7 separate regions of the Mus musculus genome follow, and regions 1, 2, 3, 4, 6 and 7 are each linked to region 5. The links are chromatin contacts, called in public Hi-C, HiCAR-type, HiChIP or PLAC-seq and promoter capture Hi-C maps. All regions are on one chromosome and are shown on one strand. The core of a region is the stretch at or near the end of the contact, and the rest is flanking DNA. Distances in the headings are between cores, read along the strand shown. Region 1 holds the start of Agbl5 (ATP/GTP binding protein-like 5). Region 2 holds the start of Nrbp1 (nuclear receptor binding protein 1). Region 3 holds the start of Gtf3c2 (general transcription factor IIIC, polypeptide 2, beta). Region 4 holds the start of Mpv17 (MpV17 mitochondrial inner membrane protein). Region 5 holds the start of Ctbp1 (C-terminal binding protein 1). Region 6 holds the start of Slc5a6 (solute carrier family 5 (sodium-dependent vitamin transporter), member 6). Region 7 holds the start of Cenpa (centromere protein A).

Region 1 (3,699 bases), core at 400-2,899, 2.4 Mb before region 5:
TAAGATTTCAAACCACCTCTCTACCTAGCTGGGTGTTTCAGAACTGCGACTGGGGGAGGGTTCCTGGACCCAACCACTCCGCCAGTCAGAGCAGACTGCACAGAGGACCTGGGCGTTGAGTTTGTTCCTTTGTTTAAAAAAATGGGTGAGCTTTCTGTGAGCCAATAGAGGGCTGGCCCTGTGAGGAAGAGCAACAAATACGTGAGCCAGATAAGGGGTCAACCCATCACGGCAGAGAAGACACTTGGTTGGCAGTGAAGCCCAGGTGGGGCGGAAACCTTTCCCAGACCTCGACCATAAAAGCGAGGTTATAAGCGACTAGGGCAGGACCTGGGACTGCACCCAGCCAGTGGGCTCGGAGAGTAGGAGTCCGGGCCGCCGCTGCATCCCAGCGTCCAGGGCATAGGGGTCCCTCGCTCCCGTGGCTCGGTCTTCCCTTCTGGCCTGGGTCTCGGTGAATGGACCCCGACACTTCAGCTGACGGAGCGAATGTCTTTCGCATCATCAGAACAACATGCTTTATATACTTTCATCACGCCGAAAACCAAAGGAAACCTGGAGCAGAAGCAGCATTCGTAGTCCCAAACACCGAAACTAATGTCTGCTTAGCGAGAGGAAGGCCGCCCCAGCTTTAGCCTCAATCCGGCTCACGGCGAGCTCCTGCCGCAGGGTGCGAGCCTGCAAGCCCGCCTTTCTTCTGGCCCGGGATCCTTTAGTTTACGCAGAAACACATTAGGGAAAAAAAAAAAATCTTGGTAAGCATTAGAGGGAAAACTGCAGCAGCCCGACGCAGCGGGGCCTTCGATAGCTCAGTTGGTAGAGCGGAGGACTGTAGTCAGTACAATATGGTAATCCTTAGGTCGCTGGTTCGATTCCGGCTCGAAGGACTTCGTGCACTACTTTTAGTTTACCTACACCCTAGGTCAATTGCTCCGTGGGGGAAACGCTTACTTGAGGATAGGCAGTGTATTTTCCTGGCTACGTTGAAAACCCCTTGAGTACATATAGCAGTTAAGTAGTCGAAGTACAACGTACCTTGTTCGCATATTAGGTGTTAAAGCTATAGTGACATGTACTTCAAGAAAAGTCCTTATTGCTTATGTATGTATTACATGGCTCTGTTTCAAAATCTTGCTGAGGGCTCCATCCTACTTTATATTGTGAACTACATTAGAAAACTGAGTCTCAGGAAACCTTGTAAAGGTTACAGGAAGGTACAGCACTACAGCTGGGGGATTAGCTCAAATGGTAGAGCGCTCGCTTAGCATGCGAGAGGTAGCGGGATCGATGCCCGCATCCTCCACTTCCTTTTACACACCATCAGGCTCATGATCTGTTGTGTCCACGTTTCGTTACACAGTAGAGCTAGGAGCACGGTAAACAAAGATCGGCTTCACATGCTATTTTCTTATTCACAGGTAAGTCTTTTCCTGTTTCCTGCTCACTGCTCTGTCTTTCCCGCCTCGGGGAGGCGGGCCGTTAACCGCCTACAGAGAAGACGCCTAGTGAGCCGCACACGGCGGTGGCCCGCGGAAGCCCCCAAACGGCCCCCTCACAGGTACCTGCCAACGTGCACGGAACCCTGCGTGGCGACCAATGGCAGTGCGCTTTACTGGGCGGGTAGCCAGCTGCAGCTGCGGCCAATAGGCAAGAGACTTCTTGTTTCCTGGCAGAGTGGGGTCCCGGCACCGCGGCTCTCTGGTTTTGTGTGGGTCCCGGGTGGAGGGCCCGGGTGCCGGGGCCCGAGGTGCCGCCTCGCTAGCGGGAGAGGGAGCGGGAGCAGCGGCCCGGAGAGAGGTGAGGGGCTTCGCGTGGACTGCGGCCCCGCCGGCAGGCCCCGCCCCCTTCTCAGCCCGCTCTGCCGGAGCCCCCGTCGAATGCCACCCCGCCCCCCGGCCTGCCGCGGCCGGCCCGCCGACCCCGCCTTTGGTTGACTCCCTCTGCTCCTGTGGCCTCACCTCTGACCCCTAGGACCCGCCTTCCTGTCCGCCAGTGTACCTGTCTCGACCCCTCCCACGCTTCCAAACCCCACCCTGCCCTGGACAAGCCAGGCAGCGCGAGGGTCCTCGCGAATCGAGGAGCTGCCTGCTGCTTCCAAGCGGGACTCTACTGGCCCAGCCTTCCTAGGGGTGCTTAGGACGCCCGTTACCCACACCTTCGAGGGTAGCTTTTGCACGGGCTCGTGTCTACAGGGCGGGAGGATGGAAACAGACCCTAATTGGAACTGAGGTTCAGGGCAGGTGAGCAAGTGGCTTTGGCCGGGCATAGGCTACGTTTTCATAATAGGCGTAGTAGAGGAAGGGGGTGGTAGCAACGCTCTTCAAGGTCTCCGAGAAACGAGTATAATTACAGTCGGTGCTTGTGAAGACAAAAGAGGTAAAGAAAGGAAGCTACCATTTACACTTAGAAACTTGGTTCTTCTTGCTCCGGGCTGTCCAGTACAAAGCCAATATAGGAAATTTTAATATGGCCTCTCCCTCATAGAGTCAGTGGCAACCACCCGACCTCGAGTCTCTGCCTCTTAGGTTGTTAAAAAGCTTGAGAATCTAGCGTTTTCCAACTCAACTAAGGAAGCTAGTGAGCATTCGATTGGGGAACGGTGGTGATGTAGTAAAATAGGGTGTTTTTAGGTCGCTCATACTCCTTGGGTGTCCAGGGACAGAGTTGTGCTTTCTCTTGATCTTACTGAAAGGCTACTTCCAGGTTTTCTATGAATAAGAGCGTTTTGCTTCATAGAGTAGAAAAGACATTTCTCATTTATCCAGACATACCAAACACATTGTTTCATTTTCTGCCCTTCCTCCCTATCCCAACTTTGATTTTTTTTCCCCCCAGCTCTCAGGGCCTGTGTGGGGCAAGAGGATGCTTTCCCAGCCCCACCATGGAGCTGCGCTGTGGGGGATTGCTGTTCAGTTCTCGCTTTGATTCAGGGAACCTAGCCCATGTGGAAAAGGTGGAGACTGTGTCTAGTGATGGGGAAGGCGTAGGAGGGGTGGCAACAGCCCCCGCTAGTGGGTCTGCTGCTTCCCCTGACTACGAGTTCAACGTGTGGACCCGGCCTGACTGTGCTGAAACGGAATATGAAAATGGCAACAGGTATGAGGACTGCAGGGGGTGGGAAGGCCGAGTGCTTGGATGCATCCTATAGTCAGGCATTGACTTTGAGCACCAGCACAGTATCTCTTGTAAACCCTCCCCCCTTCCCTCCTTACCAGATAGCCCTTTGCTGTTTGGACTTGATTTGATTCAGCTTTCCCCACATCCTCTCCCTGGCCCTCCCACAGCCAACAGCTGGTCTCTCTTTTGGCTCTCAGGTCATGGTTCTACTTCAGTGTCCGGGGAGGGACTCCAGGAAAGCTTATCAAGATCAACATTATGAACATGAACAAGCAAAGCAAACTGTATTCCCAGGGCATGGCCCCCTTTGTGCGCACACTGCCTTCCCGGCCACGCTGGGAACGCATTAGAGAGCGGCCCACCTTTGAGGTAAGTTCTCCAGTAGGAGGGAAGACTGGGTGTTGGTAGAGGAAACACATTTTTGAGAGAGAGGACCAGGCAGCTTTTAGTATCTTCTTTCTTCCACCCCTAGCTGGGGTCCAAGCTGAGCCCCTGCTTCAGCAAGCCTGAAGAAGCTGGTTCTCATGTGGAGAGTGTCAGAGGGAGGGAGTTGGTAAAGGTGAGAGAGGCATGAGGTCAGTT
Region 2 (3,412 bases), core at 163-2,662, 2.0 Mb before region 5:
CATTTTAGGTATACATGAGAAAATAACTGAAAATGAGGTTGCCAAAAGATCCTCTGTGCACATTTGAAATAGTACTGACAGAAAATAATAGGAACTAAAGTAGCATGAACAGATATGTCATGAATGCTTGCCATGGCTCAGGAGTTACAATGGCTTTGGCAGAAAGGCTAATCTGGAGAGGATGAGCACCCTTCTGAGACTAGAACAAACTTTGAAATGGTGTGCTATACATTTTAGGTAAGTGCATCTTTTAATCCAACATCAGAATTCTATTTTGTCTTGACACAGTGTTGTTGCTCTATTGCTTATGCTGACCTTGAACTCACGGCATTAGCCTACTGAGTGATAGGATTACAGGTATGCATTACTATGCTGGGTGAAAAAAAAAGTTTGTTTTTGAGACTATGTAGCCCTGGTTGGCCTTGAATTCACAGAGATCTCTCTGGCATGCTTGTTGAAATTTCAGTTTTTAAAGCAAGCATTTTAAAGTGAAGAGATGAGAAAAAAATGAGTCTCTATAGGATTTCTGTGTGAACCCGTGAACTAGGATTAACTAGTCCCTTTAAGGAGAGTAAAATTGGTGATTGTGACATTCTCAGATTCAGATGATTCATCCTTCTTCCTTGATAATACATGTATAATGGTATTATACATCTCTTAAATTCTGCCTTTAACTTTCTAAGATCAATGGCTTACCCAGAATCTATTGTAATTCTTTACACTCACAGACAATGTAAACTCTTTCCAAATAATACCTTTTCAAAGACAGTTTTGATGGATCTTCTTACTTCGGATTCTATTTTGGACTCATGTCAACTTAAATTTGAGTAACTTTTTTTTTTTGTTTTGTTTTGTTTCTTTTTCGAATTTGCCAACTATCATTGGATAACTTCAATGAGTTCTCCCTTATGTGGGTCGAATCAGGTTATGTCTGGGTAAATAATGTTATGCAAATCAGCAACTATTAGTTTTCATGTTAAGCGATTAAAAAAAAGCTTTCTGAAAATTTGATGACCAGTGCACTGTCTCTTTCCCAAATGGGGAATGTGGGTGGGTTCGTTCCTCAGATTGAAAGGCTGCGTCTTCCGTTCCTTTTGTCTTCTTAGAGGATTAGGACTGTCATGGCGCTTTCAAGAAGAGAGAGAAGGCCTTCCTTTCGTCCGGCAGAATTACTTGGGGGCACCTCGACTGGGAGGAGGATGGACAGAGAGACAAGAAGACAACGCTGGCAGGCAGTCTGCCGGAACCCCGCAAGGGGAGGAGACCCGGCAGTAGACTGCCTTGAGAGCCTCGGTCTGTGGGAACCGCCCCCCGCTGCCCTGTCCAATGGAAACCTGGCGGCGGTGCGGCACCGCCCACTGTTGGTCCGGACGCCGCGAGGGCGGGGCCCGCAGTTCGGTTGCGCTGCGGAGCGCAGCTGTGAGGGAGTCGCTGGGATCCGAGGCCCCGGAACCCGAGCTGGAGCTGAAGCGCAGGCTGCGGGCGCGGAGTCGGGAGGTGAGCTCCGGAGAAAGAGGCCCTGGAGGGAGGGGCTCGCGGAAGGGCGGCAGGATGACCCCGAGCCGCGGGCCGGCAGGACGCGGCCGGCGGGTGCTGTCGGGCGGCCCTGCTTTCTCGGGAGTCAGGCCCGACCTAGCCCGGCCCGTCGCAGCTGAGGGGCCACCTTGGCCCCAGGGCGCCGCCCGCCCTCCTGGTGTCTCCGGCGTGGCCGCGGCGGCCCGGAATTCTGCGGGCGCGGGTCGGGGGGCCCCGGCGTTCTCTTGGAACTCTGGCCGCGAGAGGCGGGGCAGGCGGCGCGGGCGGGGGCGGGGCGGGGGCCCGGGCCCGAGGGCCTGCGGAAGGAAGCGCGGCGTCCGGGCCGGGCCTGCTCGCGGGGCGGCGCGCCGAGCGCGGGGGCGTGGTCTGCGGCCTGACGGCGGGGCAGGGCTGGCCTTTGATGAGGTGGCTGTGGTGCTCGGTCTCCTGGCCGGCCACTGTCTGTCCGCCGCCGCTTCCTTCCAGATACTGGCCGGGCGACCTGTTGGAGTGTTGACAAGCTGAGGGCCTCCTCCCTCCGAGCTTGCATTCTCTCCGACTGAGCAGTTCTGTTGACCTCAGAGGCTTTCTGGGTTTCCTCAGAGCGGCCTGTGGCTGCGAGCTATGCGGGGTGATGTGCAGAGGGCTTTCAACTAATAATGGAAGCCGGGAGAACAACTTTGCGAGATGACAGACAATGCCCTGTAGTGAATGTACTATGCGTCCTCAGGGTAGCTAGAGGCTTCGAGGAGATACCCTCACCGATGCAAATGAGCTTTTCCACAGTGATCCCTGTTAAAACTGCCAGCAGCTCTGAGGCAGAACCCCCAGTGTTGCACACGTTTCTGCATCTCTTGCGGGAGTGCTTGGAGATCTTTAGGCACTGCTCTTATTTTACCTTCTGGGACATGATTGGGAGGGCAATGTGCTTTCTGGATGTTTGTCTCTGATGACAGTTCATCTTTTCTCTAAGTGCCCCGTGGAGGGGCTGCCTGTTTCCTTGGTCCTGTAGTTTTAGATTCCATGGGCTTTGACGTTCCAGAGTATATTCTGTATCTCGCTAGACTTTCACTTATCCGTTCAGATTGGATGCACATTCTGCGAATGTAGCTGAAACAGACTTTATTATTTTCTTAGCTCTTTGATAGGGGACGGAGGAAAAAGTGATCCTTAACTCATCTTTTTTAGTGGTTTATTAAGACATGCACGCAACTAATAGCTGTCTTGGCAGACTGAGGAGGCTTTCAAGGACTTTCCTTAGAAATTAAAGTGGGGAAGTATCCTACCAGATTTCCCCTCCCCCGCCCCCGTCCCGTAGTGTTCTTTGCGTTTACTAGAGCGTTAATACAAGTCCCTCGATTCAGATAAAACTGTATAGGCTGGGGAGAGATGCGTAGAAAGGGTCGCAAGAGAGTTGTATGGCCATTCTGGTGTTGATTGCAGGTCTTAGGTATTCTGAACTGACTCTGGAGTGCAAGTTTACTTTCCAGGGTATCGCTTTCTTACTAGACTGCTCTTCCTTGAGTTAATCACACACAGGTTTCAGTTTTTTTTTTACAGTCTGTGTTCATTTGATTGTCCCTTTTTTTTTTTTTTTTTTTTTTTGGTATGGGTTAATTAGAAACTTAGGTTTTTCTTAAAGCAACTCTGCGCCTATAGAAATGTTATTTTTAGTACTTTACCTATAAAAACTATAGCTTGAATTATTTGTTTCTGAAGGAGGTAACTGGTATCAGATCTAGTGCCTCAGAGATTGGAAAAGTCAGAGCCTTTGAGCAATGTAAATGAAAGGAAAGCTGGAAACAAGGTCTTTGATTTTTTTTTTTTTAATTTGTGCTTAGGTAAGTGTAGGCATTTCATTTATTTTAATTCACTGATCTATCTCAAGCACCCTCCC
Region 3 (3,689 bases), core at 157-2,656, 2.1 Mb before region 5:
CTATTTAGGATCTGACAATACAAATTTTAAACAGTAAAGGAAGAAATGTTCAGTAAATTCTAACTAGGATTTTTATATCCCATACTGTCTGATTTCCTTGCTGCTTCAGGTTGCTAACCTGACTACTTTGGCAAAAGAAAAACAATTAGATAATACTTCATCTTAAACACGGACTCACTTCACATACACTGTTTAATACACTGGTTCCCAAAGTATTCCTATCATGCAACTGGTGATTTATCAGATAATTTTACTGGTCCAAAAACAAACATATTATTTGTACAAAAACCTGCAACTCACGTTTTCAGTTGATACTGCTAGAAACTAAAGAGTGTAAATCTGAATAGAACAACTTAAAACTATTAGGAAAAATGGCACTGCAGTTGATAGCGGTAAGCGGTAAAAGGTAACGTAAGCAAAGGTTAATTTGAATTTATGTAACAATCAATGTACCTCCAAGGGCAAAAAGACCTGGTTATGTCCTAAACCTGCCCAGAAAAGTGAATTACCTCCTGTGGGGGTGAAGTCGCCATCTCTGTCTTGTCCAAAAGACGGCAAACTTGCCGCGGGATAAAAGGACCAGTATAAGGAAACATAACTGGCCCTTGGCTGCGCCAATGGGGTTGCAGCGCGCGGGGCACAACCCCCGGGGTTAGAGCCACTTGGAGGAAAAGGCTGAGACACAGTAAGAGGGAATGAGCACAAGAGGACTGACTGCAATCAGACAGAGACACCACCACCTGCCATTCCCCAATCCTGGCCGTGGGGGCAGCTTTCGAGCCCCAGGCGAGCCCTGATTTCCCTAAGCCTTAAGATAACTGCAGGTTCACCCAAGTCCGAAGGCCCAACGTAACGAGTTCAACGTAAGCAGTGCAGAAACCTGAGTCCAGTTTACCGCGCTACATACACCGAATTGGGGAAGAAGGTAAGACCGGCTGGCAGAGATGGGGGATGCTCAGTGGCCCCAGTGGGGACGGAGGAGAGAGCTCGACGGTTCTCGGGAGAAGCGCAAAGGCTAGGAGGCGCGCTGTCTTGCGCGGGAGTAAGACGGGAATCGGGAATCGGTTCCCATTGCCTTAGCGCTACGGCAAAAGAATGGGAGGAGTAATTTTGGGTCCCCCGCACACCCCGTTGCGGTACACTCACCCGCGCCAAAGTCCTTCCGGAAGTCCAAGTTCGAAGATGGCGCCGCCTGTCGGGTCGCGGTTTTATGACGAAATCTTGATCGGCTCTTCCTTGCCCCGCCCCCGAGACAAGGTAAACGCAAGCTTGGTCTGGAACGCGTTTCCTGCCGAGCTTTCTTTTAAACTCTGTGTTCCATAATGCAGCGCGGCGCGGCACTGAGCCCTCCGACGCCCGCGAGCTGGAGCGTGGCTTCCGCGGCCCTAGGACACTGCAGGGCCTTCTGGGAATTTCAGCGACCGGAAGGGGAGGTCGGCGCCTGCGCGGCACCGCAGCTCCACCAGCAGCCTTGTGGAAAAGCATTGAAGAGGAAAGTGTCGCGCTTCTGCTGTCGCCGAGCGTTCCGACCTGCCTTTCCACCCAGGTTGCTGGCTTTGTGGAGAAAAGAGCCTGACCACACCTGATTCTTAACTACAGTCCCGAGCTTCGACGGACTAGGAGACAATCCCTCGCCCCCAGAGATCTCCTGATTTTCTGCTGCCAGTGAATGAGCCAAGACAGGAAGAAAATAAAGAGGAGGGCTTGGAAAGAGGCCAAGGGAAGAAAAGAGCGGGGGGAGCCTAGCCTGGGTGGGTAGGCTGCGCTTTTAAAGAGAGCATCAACCCAGGCCTCACGCCACTCCCTCACTGGGAAGTGGCCTCCGAGCAACAAGGTTTTCAGCCTTTTAAAACCATGTAGCTTTCACAGATCTGCCTTTACCCAGGAGGAGGGCGAATTAAAATGAACCGGAAGAGGTGAAATATGGCAGCTTTCCCCTTTCTAAATAGTCTTGTTCAATTATTCCCTTGGTTAAATCTTTACAAAGAGTAATGGTGCACGCTTATAATCCCAGCACTCCGGAGATGGAGTCAGGAGGATTAGCAGTTCAACGTGATCCATGACTACTTGGAAATTGGAAATCAGCCTGTACTATATTAGACCATGTCTCAGAAAAATGAGAAAGGGAGAAAACAATGGGGCACGTCAACTCCCAGACTAGGTACTCAAGGCTGAAGCAGGAAGATCTCTTGAGCTCAGGAATTCAGGTTCTACCAGGGTAATCCTGTATCCTACCAATTAAAAAAGGAAAAAGGGATTTAGCCAAAATCTGAAAGGAAAGAAAGAGAACACCCAGTTCTCCGACATCCTCTTATGCTCAAATGACAGCATTTTGAATGGCTGTCTTCCTCTTTTAGATAATAGCTCCTAAACATTTTATAGGGAGTAACAGATTTAGTGCTTTGATGAACAACATCTCTTAAAATCCTGCCTCTGGTTAAGTTCTCTTTGGTTTTATCACACAAAAAAATTTTTTTAAAATAACTTTGATTTTGGAAAAAGATTCTCAAAGTTTAAGATACAACAAGTGAAAGCTCTTTTCTTTCTTTTTTAAGATTTATTATTATATCTAAGTACACTGTAGCTGACTTCAGACTCACCAGAATCATTACGGATGGTTGTGAGCCACCACGTGGTTGCTGGGAATTGATCTCAGGACCTTCAGAAGAGCAGTCAGTGCTCTTAAATGCTGAGCCATCTCTCCAGCCTGAAGGCTCTTTTTTAAGCTTAACTAACCCTGCACGCAGTTGATCTGTTTCTCATTGTTGGTCCAGCGTATGTATTTATACTGAAATTCCCTTTTATGGAATACCATAGTTGGTCTGGAGCGCATCACGGCTCCGCATCAGCCTAAGTGCTCTCATTACAAGCACAAACCTCCATGTCTATCAATTCTTGTGTGCGTGTGAGAGAGAAACTATGCTCACATTCATGTGGGTGCTTTTCGAGGCCAGAAGAGGATGTTAGGTCACTTGGTGCTGGAAGCCATCTAACATGGGTCCTGGGAAACTGGTCCTCTAAAAGAGAAGCACACACCCTTAACCACTGAGATCTCTCTTCCACCCCTGTCTGACTGGGGTTTTTTTTGTTGTTGTTTTTGTTTTCTTTTTCTTTCTTTCTTTTTTTTTTTTTTTTTTTGAGACAGAATTTCTCTGTATAGTTCTGTCTGTCCTGGAACTCAATTTGTAGACCAAGCTGGCCTTGAACTCAGAAATCTGCCTGCCTCACCCTCTCAAGTGCTAGAACTAAAGGCGTGCTCCACCACTGCCCAGAACTGTTGCAGGATTTGATCATACTGTGACCTCAGATTGTTATTTACTGGAAAAACCTGTTTTTATTTGTCGTGCGGCTCAGCCTTAGCACACACATTTTTGGTTTTTCCAGACAGGGTTTCTCTGTTTAGCTCTGGCTGTCCTGGAACTCACTTTGTAGACCAGGCTGGCCTTGAACTCAGAAATCCGCCTGCCTCTGCCTCAGCACACACCTTTAATCCAATATTACAATATTGAATACTGTAAACAGGAATAAATAAAGTCTGATCAAGAGGAGGAGCAAGCAACCAGTTGACAGAAGTGAAGGTAGGATTATTAGGAGTCAGGGAGACAGACGAACGAAGTAGAGGGAGGGACATCGGTTTGAAGAAGGGACATAAGAGATGTCAGCTGCTGAGTGCTTTCTCTGCCTCTCTG
Region 4 (3,513 bases), core at 181-2,680, 2.1 Mb before region 5:
TTCCCTTTTAATATGATTTAAACTTTAGATATATGACTGTTTTATACACTTCACAATAAACATTATGTATAAAAATGGAGTAAGTTACTTCAGCACTTGTTAGGTGTGTCATTTAATGTGGACTCATTCCTGCTAACAGACCTTTGGAGGCGCCTATGCATGGAGACAATGTGCTCAGCACACTATAAAGTATAAGAGGAAAGCATTTAATTTCCCAAGGTGGGGTCTCTTGGGGGCAATGCTTTTTAAGAATGGACTACTTAGGCTAGGCAGTGGTGGCACATCCCTTTAATCCCAGCACTTAGGAAGGAGAGACAGGTGGATCTCTAAGTTGAAGGCCACCCTGGCACACAGATTTTCATGACAGCCAGGACCATACAGAGAAGTCCTGCCTTGAAAAACAAAAACAGAAACTATCACCTAATTTCTTGAGGACTTTAAGTCTTGCTCGACAGACTGTGCATCTCTCTCTTTTAGATTTATTGTTATCATTTTAAACTGTGTGTGTTTGTGCAAGTGAGTGCAGATGCCCCAAGTGGTTGGAGGTGACAGAGCTCTCTGGAGCTGGTGCTACAGGTGGCTCTGAGCTACATGACATAGTGTAGAATCCTCTACAGAGCAGTATGCGCTGTTAACCTCTGAGCCACGTCTCTATTTCGTCTCCCCTCCAGCATGGGTCTCAGAAACAGCTCACCCTCCAAAACAGACATAATAGTTCAGGAGAAGGGAAACACTTCCGGGGGGGGGGGGCTAAACTGGAGGAGGTAGGTGGTGTCGTGATATGGGCCTCCTCCTCCACCTCAAATCAGCTGCTCTAATTATACTCTGGTCCCAGAGTGACACTCACCAGCTGTCAGAACCTGGACTTTCCACGGATGTGCTGCCAGGGCTCTCTGGTATGCTCGCCAGAGTGCCATGCTCCCTGTCAAACCAAGAGGATAAGTCACTCCCATTGCCCCTCACAGTAAAGAACATGCCTGCCATTTCCTTATGCTCACTCTCCTTACTTCCAAACTCTGCAAGTGACAGAGGCCTCAGAAAGCTTGCTTACTGGGCCGTGCCCCTGCCTTGTGGTCACTATTCATCTGGAAAGGAAGCAGTTTTGAGTAACCTGGTCCTGGTCCTGAAGCAAGGCATCCAGTCCTGATTAAGACACTCATGAAATTAGACTTACTCTGGCTTCCATCCAGAGTCTGGGTTCCATCCCCCAAGTAAACACGATAGGTCCCCAGATTCAGTTGGAATCTCCTTTATAAGAGTAACTACACACCAGAAATAAACCAAGACCTGGATCTGTAAGGTCACATGACCTGCAAGAACTCTCAACCCACAGTGCTTCAAGTCTCTGAATGCCAAGAACCTCCGCTCACCTGAGTGCCAGCTCTGCGCAGAACCTTCTCTCACGTGACCGAAGCTGGTCCAGGGACTTCCGTATCGAGCACCGCCTCTTCCGTCTGCCTGCGGGCCGGGCTGTTGTTTGGACACAAGCAGTCCAGGAGGAATGCAGGTGGGTGGGGCCTTTGATACCCCTTGCGAGGCGGCTCAGCCGACCACTTAAGGGGAGTGGGCAGCCCCCTTCTCGTGGACTGCACCAAACATCGGTGTAGGACAGTCTGTGCTTCCCTGTAACTCGGCTGCCCCCACCCCCCACCCTCGTTCTCCCCAGACTATCAGGCCAGACTGTCAGTCTCCCGGAGGTAGTCAGGTCTAGACGCCCTTCTCAGTTTGGAAACTTGAATGCTGAAGTAGTGCAGGTATACCCAAGCTCCCAAGTGAGCAGAACTCAGACTTGTTCTATTTTTTTTCCTTGTTCTTTATACCAAATTTTTAAGTTTTGTCTGAAAAATCTTTCTGGACAAGCAGTCAACTTTCAGAACCACTGGCTTAGCAGAACCTGAGAACGCCCGTGCTAGCTGTCTTAAGTTTGGTCATGAATTTTGTAAAATGACCCTGTCTTGCAATCAGGGCTCCTTGAATTCTAGGGCTGTACAAGAGGCAACTCAATGGAGGGTTTGTTTTGCTTTATGGGTTTCTAGAGTCATGCTTTGTTTGTTGTTTTTCCAAGACAAGGTTTCTCTGTGTAGCCCTGGCTGTCTTGGAACACACTCTGTAGACCAGGCTGGCCTCCAACTCAGAAATCCACCTGCCTTAGCCTCCCAAGTGCTGGGATTAAAGGAGTGCGCCACCACACCCGGCTTCTAGTCATGTTAAGCAAAGAGGCATAAAACTATATTTAAAAAAAAAAAAACATTTTAGGAATCTTAATCTCCCTCTAGTTTTAACACCCAACTCCCTGCAAATCCCTTCCTGAGGTAGGTAAAGATGTATACGTCTCCAAGCCTTGAAAAAGGTCAACTTATTTGATGTCTGTCCACCCCCAGCTCAGTTAGTCAGTTCCTGTATGATTAATGAAGGATGGATTCTATTAGAGAGAGTAAGAATTCAGGGGAATTAGATTCTTGTGTACAGAACATGCTAAAAGAATTTCACTAGTAGACATAATAAGGGAGTCCAAATGTGCAAGATTGGAAGGTGTTTTTAAGCGATATGGATTCAAGCCTTATTCAGATTGCTTAACCTCTCAGAACCTAATTGTCATTACATAAAATAGTACCTACCCCATGGAGCTCAGGGGTATATGAAAAGCACCCCAAACCGAGAAAATGCTTAATATCATTTATCTATCCTCCCTTCTCTCCCACTAGAGAAATATAAAAGTCCCTTAGTGAGGTTTGACCTGGGAGTTTCTGGAGGGGAGAAGATACCAGGAGGGAAGTGAGCCCAGGATCTTGCACACACACTAAGTCCATGCTCTTCCATTGAGCTACATCCCAGCCGAGATGAGATCTTGAAGGACACATAGGTTTAGGTGTTGGTGTCAAAGGCAACAGAATAAGCTAAGGCACACAGGAAGAAGAGCAAGAACCAAGAACAGCTACACTGGGAAGGAAGATAGGGAAGAAAGGACTGAGGAGAAAAGGCTTGTGGGAGAGGAGAAAGAACAGAACAGAAAATATTGCCCCCACAGTTACTTCTCAGCTCAAGCGTGAATCAACACCAGGAGCAGGGTCGCTGGCACAGCCTTTAGTCCCCCCCCCAGGTTCCACCTTCTCTAACGCTGGAAGTAGGGAAATACAGATGTGCTGTATGGATGGGTTGCTCTGCAGGACAAGCCAAGCTCCTCTGCAATGGAAGGCACTTCTTTATTAGTTCAAAAAGCAAGCCCGACACCGCCTGAGCTGGATCACAACAGAGTGCTATAACACTTGGCTCCTAACACTAATGCAGTTATGGGCCCTTCTGCTGTGTAAGGACCTTACTGTCCTAGAGGTCTGCTTCCTCTTCTGTATAGGAAGGGGACTCACTACTTGGCTCTCTTCTTAAAGACTTCTGGCGTTTGACAAATCTTCTACACTACTCAGGTAGAAAACTGTTTCCAGATATAACAGACCAATCTTGAGTGCTCTAAAGTCTAGGTTTTGTTTCAGGCAATACTAATGTAAACTGCATCCC
Region 5 (3,906 bases), core at 341-2,840:
ATCTTGCTGACACCCTGGCTCACTGGGTTCACTTTCCTAAATACTGGACAGCTAAACTCCTTCCCTTTTCCTTCCTACAAGGCAAATTTGTCCTAATCAATCAAAAGCTCAACACGACAAGGGACATAACCCTGGGCCAGGAAAGGTTTGACAGGCAAGGCTGTCCTGCTGATTTCTGGAAGGCAATGGGCTGGGCCTGCCCTCCCTACCCCATGGGAAATTTGGACTATAACCCTGCTGGTTTGGGTGCAGAGCCTCTTCCTACAAAAGTGTGTGTGTGTGTGTGTGTGTGTGTGTGTGTATACACATGAGCCTCCAGGGAGTTCAGCTCTGAAGAGGTGCAGTGTAGGGGAGGAGTACCCACCACCAGTCCAGGATGAAGGCAGGCCTGGAGGGCCTTACCCCGCCACACCCTGAAACAAACTGACAGGATCTGCAAAATGGCCTTGTGTGATAAGAGGTATAGTGGGCCATCACAGGGCGCCTCCCTTTTTCCCTCCTGCCTACAGTTCCTTATTTCCTGCTGGCAGCACACGCTGCGAGGATTCATCCCCTGCCAGCTTTCAGGCTATAAGGAAGAAGGCAGTGCCCTTGTGAGAACAGAGCTGGGGGTCAAGCCGTGTGGTCATTAAAGTGGAAGCGCCAAAGAGAGGGACACTGTAGGGCACTTGGACGGTGGGCAAAAGGCTCCTCCCTAATCCGAAACCTCTCGGCTGCCCCGCCCGAAGGTGGGGTCGTCTTCGCTGCGCGTGCGCCAGGCTACGCGGCCAGGGAACGCAGCCAAGGAAGGACTGCCCTCCACAGGCAGGACCCCTGTGGCTTAAGGACTTTCATAAATGAATAAAAAAAAACGTAAGTGGTCCAAATCCAGGTGCCAAGCTGAGCATCACTAAGTCGACCAGAGGGGTGATAGGCATGTAGGCCACCCATGTTCCCTCAGCGCCACCTCTAGAGACTACCCGCTCCCGGATCTGCCGACCCGAGGCCCATGCGGAATCCGCAGGCTCGTCACTCCGGGAACACCTAGGTCCCGGCTGGGTGTCCACGAGAAGGATCCTCGCGGGACCCCGGGCCAGGAAGACAGGCCCGGCTCGGTCACAGTCTGGGTCGCACCACCACAGGCCCCTTTGTCACCTGCGCGGGTCGCGAGCGGGCATCGGAAAATAGGGACGCGCACGCGCGTGCAGCAGTTCGCGCATGCGCATCACCCGTTGGCCTCCTGGGTTTCTCCCCCCCAACCAGGCGCGCGCGCAGCGAGCGCGCACGCGCACTCGCACACAAAGCCAGCGCCGCGCGCGCCCGGCCGCCCCGCCCCCGCCCCTCCACCCCCCGCCCGCAGCCGGAAATGCGCGCGCGCGGCCTTACCCAGCGGCAGGCCCTTGTTGAGCAAGTGGGAGCTGCCCATTGAAAGGTGCGGGTGGCCGCGGGCCCCGATGAGTCCGGCGCTCTCCGCCGCCGCGAGCCCTGCGCCTGGGGCGGCTTCGGCGCAGTCTGCTACTCCGCCCGGCCGCCTGCGCCCGGCCACCGCCGTGCCGAGCCGCCACCGCGCCGCCAGCCGCGCTCCGACCGACGAGCGGGCGGGGACACGCGGCGCGCGCGCGCGGGCGTGGCCTCGGTTGGTCTGCTGTTTGCAGGCAAGGCGGCGCGCTGGACGTACGCGGGCGGCTCAGGGGCCCAGCTGCCCGCCGGCCCGACGCTCGGCCCCCACCCCCAGCGCCCCTCCCAGGCTGGATTCCCTTCCTGGACACGCCCCCAGCTGTACCCGCCCCCGGCCTCCCCTCCCCTGCGCGTACCCCGGACTGCGCCCCTGCCACTCCTTGGCGCGGTGACCTGGGCCGGAGCCTGAGTGGTGAAGCAGCCCATCCGCGTGGGGCGCTACCAGTCTAGTCGCCGGGGCCTCAAGAGGACAGCGAGAGCGGTTCACTCGGCCCCTTGTGCGCTAGAGCTGGGGCCGCGGACCCAGGACCCAGGAGCTGGACAGCGCCCCAGCCAGGGAAAGTGATCTGTGCGCAGGGACAGATGCCCGCTGGCCACCCCAGAGTAAGCGACTGACTGTTGGTGGGACTGTCAGACAGGCGTAGCGAGGGATACCGCTTAGCTGTTAAAAAAAATAAAAATAAAAAAAAATAAAATAAAATAAAATAATAATAATAATTAATAATAATAATAATAATAACATCACGGGAACAGTCCAAACTGAAGGATGCTGAAGGCCATATGGTTACGAGTTTTGAAAATCAAATCTTTGAGAAAGGTGGGCAGTATCAATGAGGGATGACAAGGGCCTGGGCATCTGTTTACAGAAAAAATGCTTTGAAAATACCTTCCAATTCCATCTATTGGCAGACATGGATGGAGAAAAAGATCTAACAGGTGGAGTCTCAAACCTGCTACAGTATTTCCTAAATAGACTGAGGGCTAGGGGGGAAAGCCAGCAGATGTACACTTTCCCTTAATCCCCACCCCTATCCTGGACTGTCTCTCCTGGTCTGTTCCAGTTTTCTCGAGCTGCAGGTGACTCCCTACAGATCCATCCAAAGGGCTCCTCCCAGTTGTTCCATCCTAACATAGCAACTCCATGGCAGAGTGACACCTCCTATTCCTTCTCAGGCTGCCCAAATTCCCACTTTTTCTTGCACATTGTGACTAGGACCACCACATCACTCCATCCTTGTGAGGGATTATATCAGGGCTTGTATAAAAACCCTTAGGGCTCAAAAGATGGCCTAATAGGCCATCACTTGAAAGAGGCACATTGGACTTGCAAACTTTATATGCCCCAGTACAGGGGAACGCCAGGGCCAAAAAGGGGGAGTGGGTGGGTAGGAGAGTGGGGGGGGTGTGGGTATTGGGGACTTTTGGTATAGCATTGGAAATGTAAATGTGCTAAATACCTAATAAAAAAATGGAAAAAAAAAAAAGAAAAAAAAAACCCTTAGGGCCTCCCAGGAAACCTCGGAAACCTCCCAGGAAGCCTCGGAAACCCAGGCTTCTTGTCACCATCACACTGGCTTGGACTCCTACTCCAGGGATGGTCCCTGCAGGCAGGAGTCTGCTCCTGCGGATGTGAGGTAGAAAGCCACTAGGTAGAGATGTGGAGATGCACAGGTGGTTCTGAACATGCCCATCCTAAGAGACCCTATGACCTTAGGATTGCCCAAAGGCACCTGTAAGCACTTGCTCCTGAGAGAGCATCTGGTGTCTGTTGGGCCACATTCACCCTCACTCCACTCTGTTCAGCATTGCTCAAGGTCTGAAGTCCTGAGCCATCATCCTGGTGCCAGTAAGAGAGTATGATGTTTTACCCTTACCCTGGCAGTCTCCACCACAGGCCATAGGTTAGACTGGTTACTGGTAAATGGACCCATCCTGCCTGCCTCAGCTGTTTATCCTCTGGCAAAGCTGTACTTTCCCTGGGATCACACTTATCAGAGTGATAAGGGGATCCCAGTTGTTCCCTTACCAGAGAGTACTAGGTTTTCATCCAAGGAATGGGCCTGGTAACACAGCACTCCCCTCAGCTTAATCAAATCACATCTGCCCTCTGAGACTAGAGGATACCTTGTACCCAACCAAAGAGACCTATGGAGAGACAGGCCCAAGGCACTGCCCTGTGTGCCAGCCCTTCTTCGAAGTAATTTGAGAATCTAACATGAAAGGTTTACACTCTGCCTTTCTCAAATATTCGGATTGTTTACATAACTTATAGAATAAATAGTATGGAAACTGGATGGAGCTTTAAGCATATGCACTATGAGACATATTATAGGTATATTCCATATGCACTATAAGACATATTAGAGGTATATTCTGATGCTCTAAGTTCTACAGTGTAATGCTTACTTCCTCTTCTGGTCACCAAAAGATAGACACCTACCTACATATCTGCTGAGGCCCTGGAAAATA
Region 6 (3,664 bases), core at 514-3,013, 2.2 Mb before region 5:
AGTCAGTCATTCATGGAACAGTATAGATTTCAACTATTCTAGTGACAGATTAATATACCCTGCCCTCCAAGGAAACAGAGCATCTTCTGAACTGTATTCAAACAGTTGGGCACATATTGCCTAGTTGGCAGGGTGCGGTTCCCACAGACTAATCCTGAACTATAAGCCTCACAGGACAAAGAAAAAGTCTGAACTTGGGCCACATGTTCTACCGTCTCTGGGTCAAGGATTCTAAGGGGCTCTGGTTTACCTAAAGGGGCCCCAGGCCTTGATATTTTGCAACACCTTGAGTTTTCTTTCTCTTTGGCAAGCTGTCACTGCTATGGGAAGATGAGGAGGATAGACAAGGAGGGTGACACACACCTTTAATCCTTCTGGAGGCGGACGGAGAGGAATCTCTAGAGTTCAAGGCCTACCTTGTCTACAAAGTGAATACCAGGACAGCCATATCTGTAGAAATACGGTCTTGAAAAAACAAAACAAGCCGGGCATGGTGGCACACGCCTTTAATCCCAGCACTTGGGAGGCAGAGGAAGGCGAATTTCTGAGTTCGAGGCCAGCCTGGTCTACAGAGTGAGTTCCAGGACAGCCAGGGCTACACGGAGAAACCCTGTCTCAAAAACAAAAACAAAACAAAAAATAAAGAAAAAACCCTTCTAGACCAATCCTAGCACACAGGGGGCAGACAGGTGGATCTCTATGAGTTCCAGGCCAACCAAAGCTACACGGTCTCAAAATAAAACACCAAGTGGTCGGGTAGTACCGATTTGGTTCCTCTGCTTCTAGAGTTTCCTGATTAATTATCTGCGTTGAGAAACCACGAAGCCTCTGGGATAGAGGAAGAAGAGGTAAGCAGACAGGAAAACGCCAAGCCAGCAGTAACACAACTTTCATACGATCCAATTCTAGGAAAAGAACAGTGGCTTTCTACAAACTCCACTGATTCACAACAGTGGACATGTCTTTTAAAAAGGTCTCACATTGCATGGGACTTATCTGCAATGAAAGGTATTGAGGTTTGTGGGTTCATTTCTTTCAGTACTGGGGACAAGACTTAACTAGGAATGCCAGAGCTAAGTCCTCACCCTCTTCCCCCTTTGAAATATAAGGGAACACCTGCAGGGCCAACTGTCACCAATATCTAGGGCTTAATATTCCTCAAGATCTGAATGGCCTTTCTCATTAAAACAAGATATCCCACCAGCTAAATGTATTGATAAATGCAAATTCAGGATTTCCAGGCAGATACCTGGAGCCTGTGGAATGGAAGCATTGGCAGGCTAATTGAGATGAGCTCTAATTGTCTCTAGTTACCTTTTGAGGAGTCGTCACCCAGAGCAATAGCTGTCCCCTTAGGTGTGATGGGTCTCTCCCAGCGCCCTTCCAGTCAGACCTGCTGCTGTTCTGCTTGCCTTGCGTCGGTGGTTCGGCCAGGGCTACCAAAGTTCCTACGTTCTTTCCGAAACCAGCATTGGTTTTTCCCCCTTGGCAAGGCAAAGAACATGAGTTAAGGAAGCGTCTTTCCCGCTTCGCGTCCTTGCCCGGGCTGCAGAACACTACGCAACATTAAGGTGAAGGGTTCCCAGGCTCGTGTTCTCTTGCCAGCGTTTGCCCTTCGCCCTCCGATCTTCACTCCTCCATCACCCTTACCCTCTCTCGGCTCAGCTTTCCCCTTCTCTCCGCACGTGGCGAACCCACGACTTTGCACTAGTATTTAAGACCTTCCCCAAAGCCCACACCGAGAGGCTCACCCCGCCCCGCCCCTTCCAGTCCCGCCTCCAGGCGACTGAACTCAGTCTCTCCGGCCCTGCCCAATCCCCGCCTCGCCCGGCCCATCCTACACCCGCCCTGCCCACCTTTGAGATCTCCACATGAGGGCAGCTGGCCCGCAGGCCAGCCCGGCCCGGCTCGGCTCGGCTCGCACCTCCTGACTTGGTGACAGCGGGACAGCAGGACCCCGCCCCCTACCCCCGCCCTCCCGGGTCCCAGCGCCGCCATGTTTACTAAGGGCGGATGGAGCTGCCCGGGCGTCCGCACCGGGCTGAGGGTCATGCAGTAGCTCAAGGCAACTAAGCGCTAACTGGACAGGCCTGCGCTCCAGGAAGAATGGAGAGATGGTGGGTCTGTCCACCGCGAGCAAGCGCAGGACAGGAGCTCAGAATTCCGCGAGCAGCCCGAACCTGCGGGCAAATTACGCCTCGGGCTCCACGGCTCGTGCCCCGGGCGGACCAGGCCACGCCCCAGAGTGACAGGATTTGGAAGCTAAGCCTCGCCTCAAGGCTGGCGCGTGACACGCTGGGGGCGGAGCCTCGCGCTCGGTTCTCGCGAGCTGTCAAGACGGTGGAAAGCAGTGGGAAATGGCGTCTCGGGAGTCAGGCGGCTCTCGGGCGGCCGCCCTGCTCCTGGTTCTGGGCGTGGAGAGGGCCCTGGCTCTACCTGAGGTACAGAAGAAAGTTTGAGATCTGGCTGAAGAAGGTTGCTGGCCGTCAGCCCGGAATCCAGCTCGCCCGCCGGTGTCTGTCCCTTTGGCCAGTCGGAAGCTCAGATTTTTGTCCCTGAAGCTTCCCCGGGCCCTGTGCCTGCGGGGATGGTGTTGTCCAGTACTCACGTAGTGCAGGCCACTAGCACCTTCGCCCTGCCCACATTCAGAGTCCTTTGAAATTTGATCTCCTTGCTTTTGAATAATTTTAAATAGTGCTTCCCAGACGAGTCCCAGGGTTCTTCTGCCAGCTCTCCTTGCACGAATGCTGTGCGTGGTGCAATGGCACGACTATCTATCTATCTATCTATCTATCTATCTATCTATCTATCTATCTATCTATCTATCTATCTATCTATCTAAATATATAGTGATGCTTGAGTACGCTGTGTACCTGCAGCCCTTTAACACTTGCCAAACCATGCCTGTCAGGTGGAGAAGTCTCTGGAGAGGACACAGTATAGTCAAGTAATAATGCACAAACACGAGGATCTTCTCTCGTACAGTGCGCTGATTTGGTGCGGGGGTTTTAAGGGAAAAAAATGGGTTCTGTTTACAAAAGGCACTTTTCCGCTTTGCATTATGGGAATTCTGGAAAGGCTACTGACTTGTTCTTTTTTTTTTTTTTCTTTCTGGAGTCTTAATCAGGTTTCTTTCTCTTCTGCAGATATGCACCCTGTGTCCGGGAGGTATGCACAATTTGTCCAGAGTGGCTGCTTACTGTGAGGATACATCGAAGCTAATGCAGGCCCGATGCTGCCTGAATCAGAAGGGCACCATCTTGGGGTGAGGGAGGAGAAGACATCCTTGAATATTCTTTTGAACTTTTTAGAGTTCCCAGACTGGAGTCTACAGACTTGCCTAGCAGGCTCTGGGGATAAATATTAGTACCTAAGTGGAGACATTTAATGCTCGATTCTAAACATTTGAATTTGATGATTTTTCGATAAGTAAATGATCTTTTGATTTTTTTTTCCCTGAATGACAAATCATAGTTTTTGCCATTTTATAGGCTTTTGTGGCTTCATTTAAAATAGTTTTATTATTAAGTCTTTGTATTATTTTTACTAAAATACATTTAAATTTTTCTTCATTTTATTTTTTTGTTTTTAATTGTGTCTGTCTGTCTGTCTGACTGTCTGGGTACAGGCACTTGAGTGCAGGTGCTGGAAAATTTCAGAGGCC
Region 7 (3,738 bases), core at 327-2,826, 2.6 Mb before region 5:
CCTCTCCACCTGGCATGCCCAGATGTTGGAGGGGGGTAAAATCTTGGACCCCCATTCCTGACTCCTGGCAGTACACCAGTGACAGCCAGGTACCCAAAGAAGAAACCACAAATCACAGCATCTGGCCCAGACTTCCACTGTTTCCCCTTCCGGCCTGGTGAAGGAAGATACAAGCTGTGGATCTTCATTTCGGATTTTGCCCTGCGTTCTTCCGGTGCCCCACCCCCACTTGCAGTACAACAGTCCGATTGGTTCAAAAGCCAAAATATGCAAAACTACGTACGTTAATAAGCACTACCCTCCTCTTATGCCTTAACCCACACACCATTACAGTTATATAGGTAGTATCATCAGTTTCTTATGAATCGTAGAGTCTGTCCTCAATCTAGCTTTCTCCTTCTAGTTTACTAAAGGGCTATCTGTCTAGAGCAGACTTCATACACGGATATTATCTGACTAATTAACAGTTGCTGAGGATCCTGATGTCTTCATATATATATATATGGACTTCTGGATCATATAGTAATTCTATGTTTAAATTTCATGTCTGTTGGTAAAATACTGGAGATTGAACGAGTTGGTTGTTGGTCTTTTGTTTATTTGAGACAAAAATAAAATAAAATAAATAAGATAAAATCTTGCTCATAGCTCTGACTAGTCTGGAACTCACTATGTAGGTCTACTGGCCCTGTCCTTATAACAAACCTGCTTTTACTTCCCAAGTGCTGGGATTAAAGGAATACACAGATGAAGTCAGAGCACCTGTGGCCCAACCTCTGAACACTGCTGCACAGAGGACACCAAACTTTTGGAGGACATTTCAGATTCGAACCATGACACATTTCCATAGCAGCTGTGCCATTTTACACCACCCACCCCAATGTTCCACCAGGCTTCTATGAAACCACTGATTATATAAGTATTTTCCTGATTAGAGTACACGTTCATGATAGATCATTTAGAAAACTCAAAAAAGCAAAATGACGAAATTCTCTTTATTCTAATTACGGAGCCATGACCTGAATTCATATTACTCCCGGGAGAAAAGGAAAAGCCGGTTTTTTTCTCAGGCAATTCTGTCATTGTGTTTGATAGCATGGTCCAATAATAGTGCTGGCGCCTGCCCTGCCTGGACCTTGTCCTCAGATTCCTCCGTCCTGGCTGTCCCCACGACCCTATCTTCTGAAAAGGTCATGCAGTTAACCAGGCTTCTGAATCATATTTGCTGGTTGCTTTCAGGAGTGTCACGGGTGCTGTGTGGAGCTGTCACATTCTTGGGCATCTGTTTCCGTATTTTTAAAGCCACCTCAACGTTTGATAGAAAAGCATAAAACTTTTGAGGAAGTGAGCTCTACAAACCCACCACCCACGTAAGAACTGAGCCGTCCTGCCCAGAGGGCATCTGAAAAAGAGATCAACAGGAAAAGGGTGGGGAAATCCTGCCTTCCTTCCCGTCTTCAAGTACCCATTGGCTTCAGACCTTTATTCTCATTGGTTTATCTGGATGTCGCTCCACGCTGGCTTTCCAGAACCAGCCACTGAGAGTCACAAAGTTGGGATTTAAAAGATGCGGTGGGAGGGGCGGGTGATTTTTTGAACTGCTGGCGACCGAGTTCTGGCGGTCCTGACGCGCACCTTGGGCTTGCTCGCGTTCGGTTTCGGCAGCAGGACCAAGAAGGCTTAGGGAAGGCGGCGGGACCCGGCCCCTCGAGGCCAGCCATGGGCCCGCGTCGCAAACCGCAGACCCCAAGGAGGAGACCCTCCAGCCCGGCGCCTGGACCCTCGCGACAGAGCTCCAGTGTAGGTAAGCGAGCCTGCCCTGCACCTCCGAGGCCGGTGCGGTCATCCTGTGGGGCCGGGCCTGTAGAGGGACGGTTCCTGGTCACGGCTTGCCGCTAACCTCGCGTAGGGGTAATGGTTTTTTTGTTTATTTGTTTGTTTGTTTGCTTGTTTGTTCCTGACCGGTTTACAGCAGGGAGAAAAACGAAATGCAGACAAGACAAGGAGTTGGAGCAAAGACAAACTCATTCTGACGGACACGGGGTCTTTTTTTGCATTTATTTACTTTGCATGTATTTTGCATTTATTTTGTGTTCGTGCTCTGGCGACGGCCAGAAGAGAGCGTCGGAACCCCGGGGCCGGAGTTACAGTTGTGAGCTGCCCTTTTTTTTAGAGTGCTAGGAAGAGAACTCGGCCCCCCTGGAAGAGCAGCCTGGGCTATTAACAGCTGAACCAGCTTTCTAACTCCTACTCTTTATTATTTATTTGCAGCACTAGAGATGGAACCCAGGACTCCGTGTATGTTAGGCAAGGGTTCTACTACAGAACTATATCCCCAACCCTCTCCCCGACCCTTTTTTTTTTAAGACGGGAACTCGGTATGTATCGGTGTGTAGCCTTGGCTTGCTGACCTGAAACGTGCTATGTAGACTAGGCTAGCCTAGAGCTCACAGATCTCTGCCTGTGTTGGGGATGGTTGTATGCAGTGTGTATTCAGGAACTATTTCTGAGATCTGGTTACAATCCAGACACTGCCTCAATGTGATGTAAAAACTGTTTTCCATCACCTCTGATTGGTTAATGAGCTGATCAACCAATTGGCTGGGCAGAAGAAAGAAGAGTGGGACTTCTGTTCCCAATCAGAGGGTCCTGAAGAGACCAGGTGAGAAGAAGAGATGGAGAGACCATGTGGGTGAAGAAGGATTACTCATGAGGTCTGGATAAGAGAGCAGCCATGAGGACCCACATGGACCAGAGAGAGCCAGGGCAAGATCAGATGGCAAATAATGGGTCATATAGCCTGGTAACAGCAGCCTAGCCGGGTTAGAATATCTCAGAACCGCCGGGCGCGGTGGCGCACGCCTTTAATCCCAGCACTCGGGAGGCAGAGGCAGGCGGATTTCTGAGTTCGAGGCCAGCCTGGTCTACAAAGTGAGTTCCAGGACAGCCAGAGCTATACAGAGAAACCCTGCCTCAAAAAAAAAAAAAAAGAATATCTCAGAACCTACCTAGCTTAATGCCAGCAGCTTGTTAATAAAAAGGGGGGTAAGGAAGGACTTAGAATTAGATTTACATGCCTGCTTCTGCTTCTCTGGTGCTTGGATTAAAGGCATGCACCACCACATTCTATTTCTCATTGAGGTATGGTGAGCCCCTAAGGGAATAATGTGGTCATGGTTGTACCGCTCGACCAGAGCTGATGTTCGATGTGGACTTCCAGTGTAGAAGCAACCTTCCATTACTCTTATCTTAGGGAAAAGTTTTACATCAGCTGCGCCCACTTCTTGGCTCTCCTACTGCCCTTGTCTGCTGACCTTGTTCTTCCAGCCATTTGGTGCTTTTTATTCCCCCCTCCTTCCTCTCCATTCAGCCTCAGGCCTTGCTAGGTGCCCCCTCCTTTCCCAAGTCAACCAACCCTTCTTTTATGTGGGCCCTTAGACATATCTCCCTTTTGTGCTGTAAGGGACTTTGTGTTGTTCTTGCTACATAACAGCTCACGGCCATCTGTAACTCCATTTCCAGGGGATCCTTCTGGCCTCTGCAGGTACTGCACACACACAGACATGCACATAGGCAAAACAGATACACATACACATAGAATAAAATAAAACCATTTTAGGTGTGTGACAGTGACATCCATGTGTCCCAGGCTAACCCTGAGCTCAGGACACCCTGTCTCTGTATTCCAGGTGTTGGAACTGTAGGTGAGGGCCTGTGGGCCTGACTGGAGAGAGCTTT

The links. A called contact is a pair of places that touch in the nucleus more often than the background predicts. HiCAR-type assays count read pairs that join an accessible place to other places. HiChIP or PLAC-seq counts read pairs in DNA pulled down with a chosen protein or histone mark. Capture Hi-C pulls out chosen DNA fragments and counts their contacts.
Region 1: a contact with region 5 is called in a promoter capture Hi-C map of liver, with 5 times the contacts expected there. The contact joins the promoter of Agbl5 here to the promoter of Ctbp1 in region 5. A contact is called at or near these places in 1 of 39 promoter capture datasets (liver), 1 of 115 datasets of contacts at active chromatin or transcription factors (astrocytes) and 1 of 9 other capture datasets (liver).
Region 2: a contact with region 5 is called in a Hi-C map of B cells, with 6 read pairs. The contact joins the promoter of Nrbp1 here to the promoter of Ctbp1 in region 5. A contact is called at or near these places in 4 of 39 promoter capture datasets (hippocampal neurons, liver and pre-B cells), 1 of 484 Hi-C or Micro-C datasets (B cells), 1 of 115 datasets of contacts at active chromatin or transcription factors (astrocytes) and 1 of 9 other capture datasets (adipose tissue).
Region 3: a promoter capture Hi-C map of adipose tissue shows a contact between it and region 5, with 4 times the contacts expected there. The contact joins the promoter of Gtf3c2 here to the promoter of Ctbp1 in region 5. A contact is called at or near these places in 1 of 39 promoter capture datasets (pre-B cells) and 2 of 9 other capture datasets (adipose tissue and liver).
Region 4: a contact with region 5 is called in a HiCAR-type map of astrocytes, with 4 times the contacts expected there. The contact joins the promoter of Mpv17 here to the promoter of Ctbp1 in region 5. A contact is called at or near these places in 2 of 39 promoter capture datasets (liver and pre-B cells) and 1 of 115 datasets of contacts at active chromatin or transcription factors (astrocytes).
Region 6: a promoter capture Hi-C map of liver shows a contact between it and region 5, with 4 times the contacts expected there. The contact joins the promoter of Slc5a6 here to the promoter of Ctbp1 in region 5. A contact is called at or near these places in 1 of 39 promoter capture datasets (liver), 2 of 484 Hi-C or Micro-C datasets (B cells and CD4 T cells), 1 of 115 datasets of contacts at active chromatin or transcription factors (large pre-B cells) and 1 of 9 other capture datasets (liver).
Region 7: an H3K27ac HiChIP or PLAC-seq map of thymic regulatory T cells shows a contact between it and region 5, with 12 times the contacts expected there. The contact joins the promoter of Cenpa here to the promoter of Ctbp1 in region 5. A contact is called at or near these places in 1 of 39 promoter capture datasets (liver) and 1 of 115 datasets of contacts at active chromatin or transcription factors (thymic regulatory T cells).

The regions. Positions count from the first base shown.
Region 1 is chr5:30,887,285-30,890,983 of GRCm38.p6, forward strand. Agbl5 (ATP/GTP binding protein-like 5) reads left to right here and starts at 1,650. Exons shown (of 16, transcript NM_001374737.1): 1 at 1,650-2,240; 2 at 2,836-3,096; 3 at 3,315-3,486. The coding sequence starts at 2,882. It overlaps Gm35795 (a long non-coding RNA gene), which reads right to left and starts at 1,671. Exons shown (of 2, transcript XR_376844.2): 1 at 1,563-1,671; 2 at 1-710. It overlaps n-TYgta9 (a tRNA gene), which reads left to right and starts at 799; the gene lies at 799-887. n-TAagc15 (a tRNA gene) reads left to right here and starts at 1,231; the gene lies at 1,231-1,303.
Region 2 is chr5:31,239,506-31,242,917 of GRCm38.p6, forward strand. Nrbp1 (nuclear receptor binding protein 1) reads left to right here and starts at 1,413. Exons shown (of 18, transcript NM_147201.2): 1 at 1,413-1,497.
Region 3 is chr5:31,178,738-31,182,426 of GRCm38.p6, forward strand. It overlaps Gtf3c2 (general transcription factor IIIC, polypeptide 2, beta), which reads right to left and starts at 1,407. Exons shown (of 19, transcript NM_027901.2): 1 at 1,147-1,407.
Region 4 is chr5:31,152,821-31,156,333 of GRCm38.p6, forward strand. It overlaps Mpv17 (MpV17 mitochondrial inner membrane protein), which reads right to left and starts at 1,431. Exons shown (of 8, transcript NM_008622.6): 1 at 1,371-1,431; 2 at 848-922. The coding sequence starts at 917. It overlaps Gtf3c2 (general transcription factor IIIC, polypeptide 2, beta), which reads right to left. Exons shown (of 19, transcript NM_027901.2): 19 at 3,186-3,513.
Region 5 is chr5:33,273,414-33,277,319 of GRCm38.p6, forward strand. Ctbp1 (C-terminal binding protein 1) reads right to left here and starts at 1,591. Exons shown (of 10, transcript NM_001198861.1): 1 at 1,366-1,591.
Region 6 is chr5:31,046,316-31,049,979 of GRCm38.p6, forward strand. Slc5a6 (solute carrier family 5 (sodium-dependent vitamin transporter), member 6) reads right to left here and starts at 1,764. Exons shown (of 18, transcript NM_001360022.1): 1 at 1,651-1,764; 2 at 1,315-1,484. It overlaps Atraid (all-trans retinoic acid induced differentiation factor), which reads left to right and starts at 2,325. Exons shown (of 7, transcript NM_027855.4): 1 at 2,325-2,441; 2 at 3,147-3,265. The coding sequence starts at 2,358.
Region 7 is chr5:30,665,310-30,669,047 of GRCm38.p6, forward strand. Cenpa (centromere protein A) reads left to right here and starts at 1,577. Exons shown (of 5, transcript NM_007681.3): 1 at 1,577-1,804. The coding sequence starts at 1,720.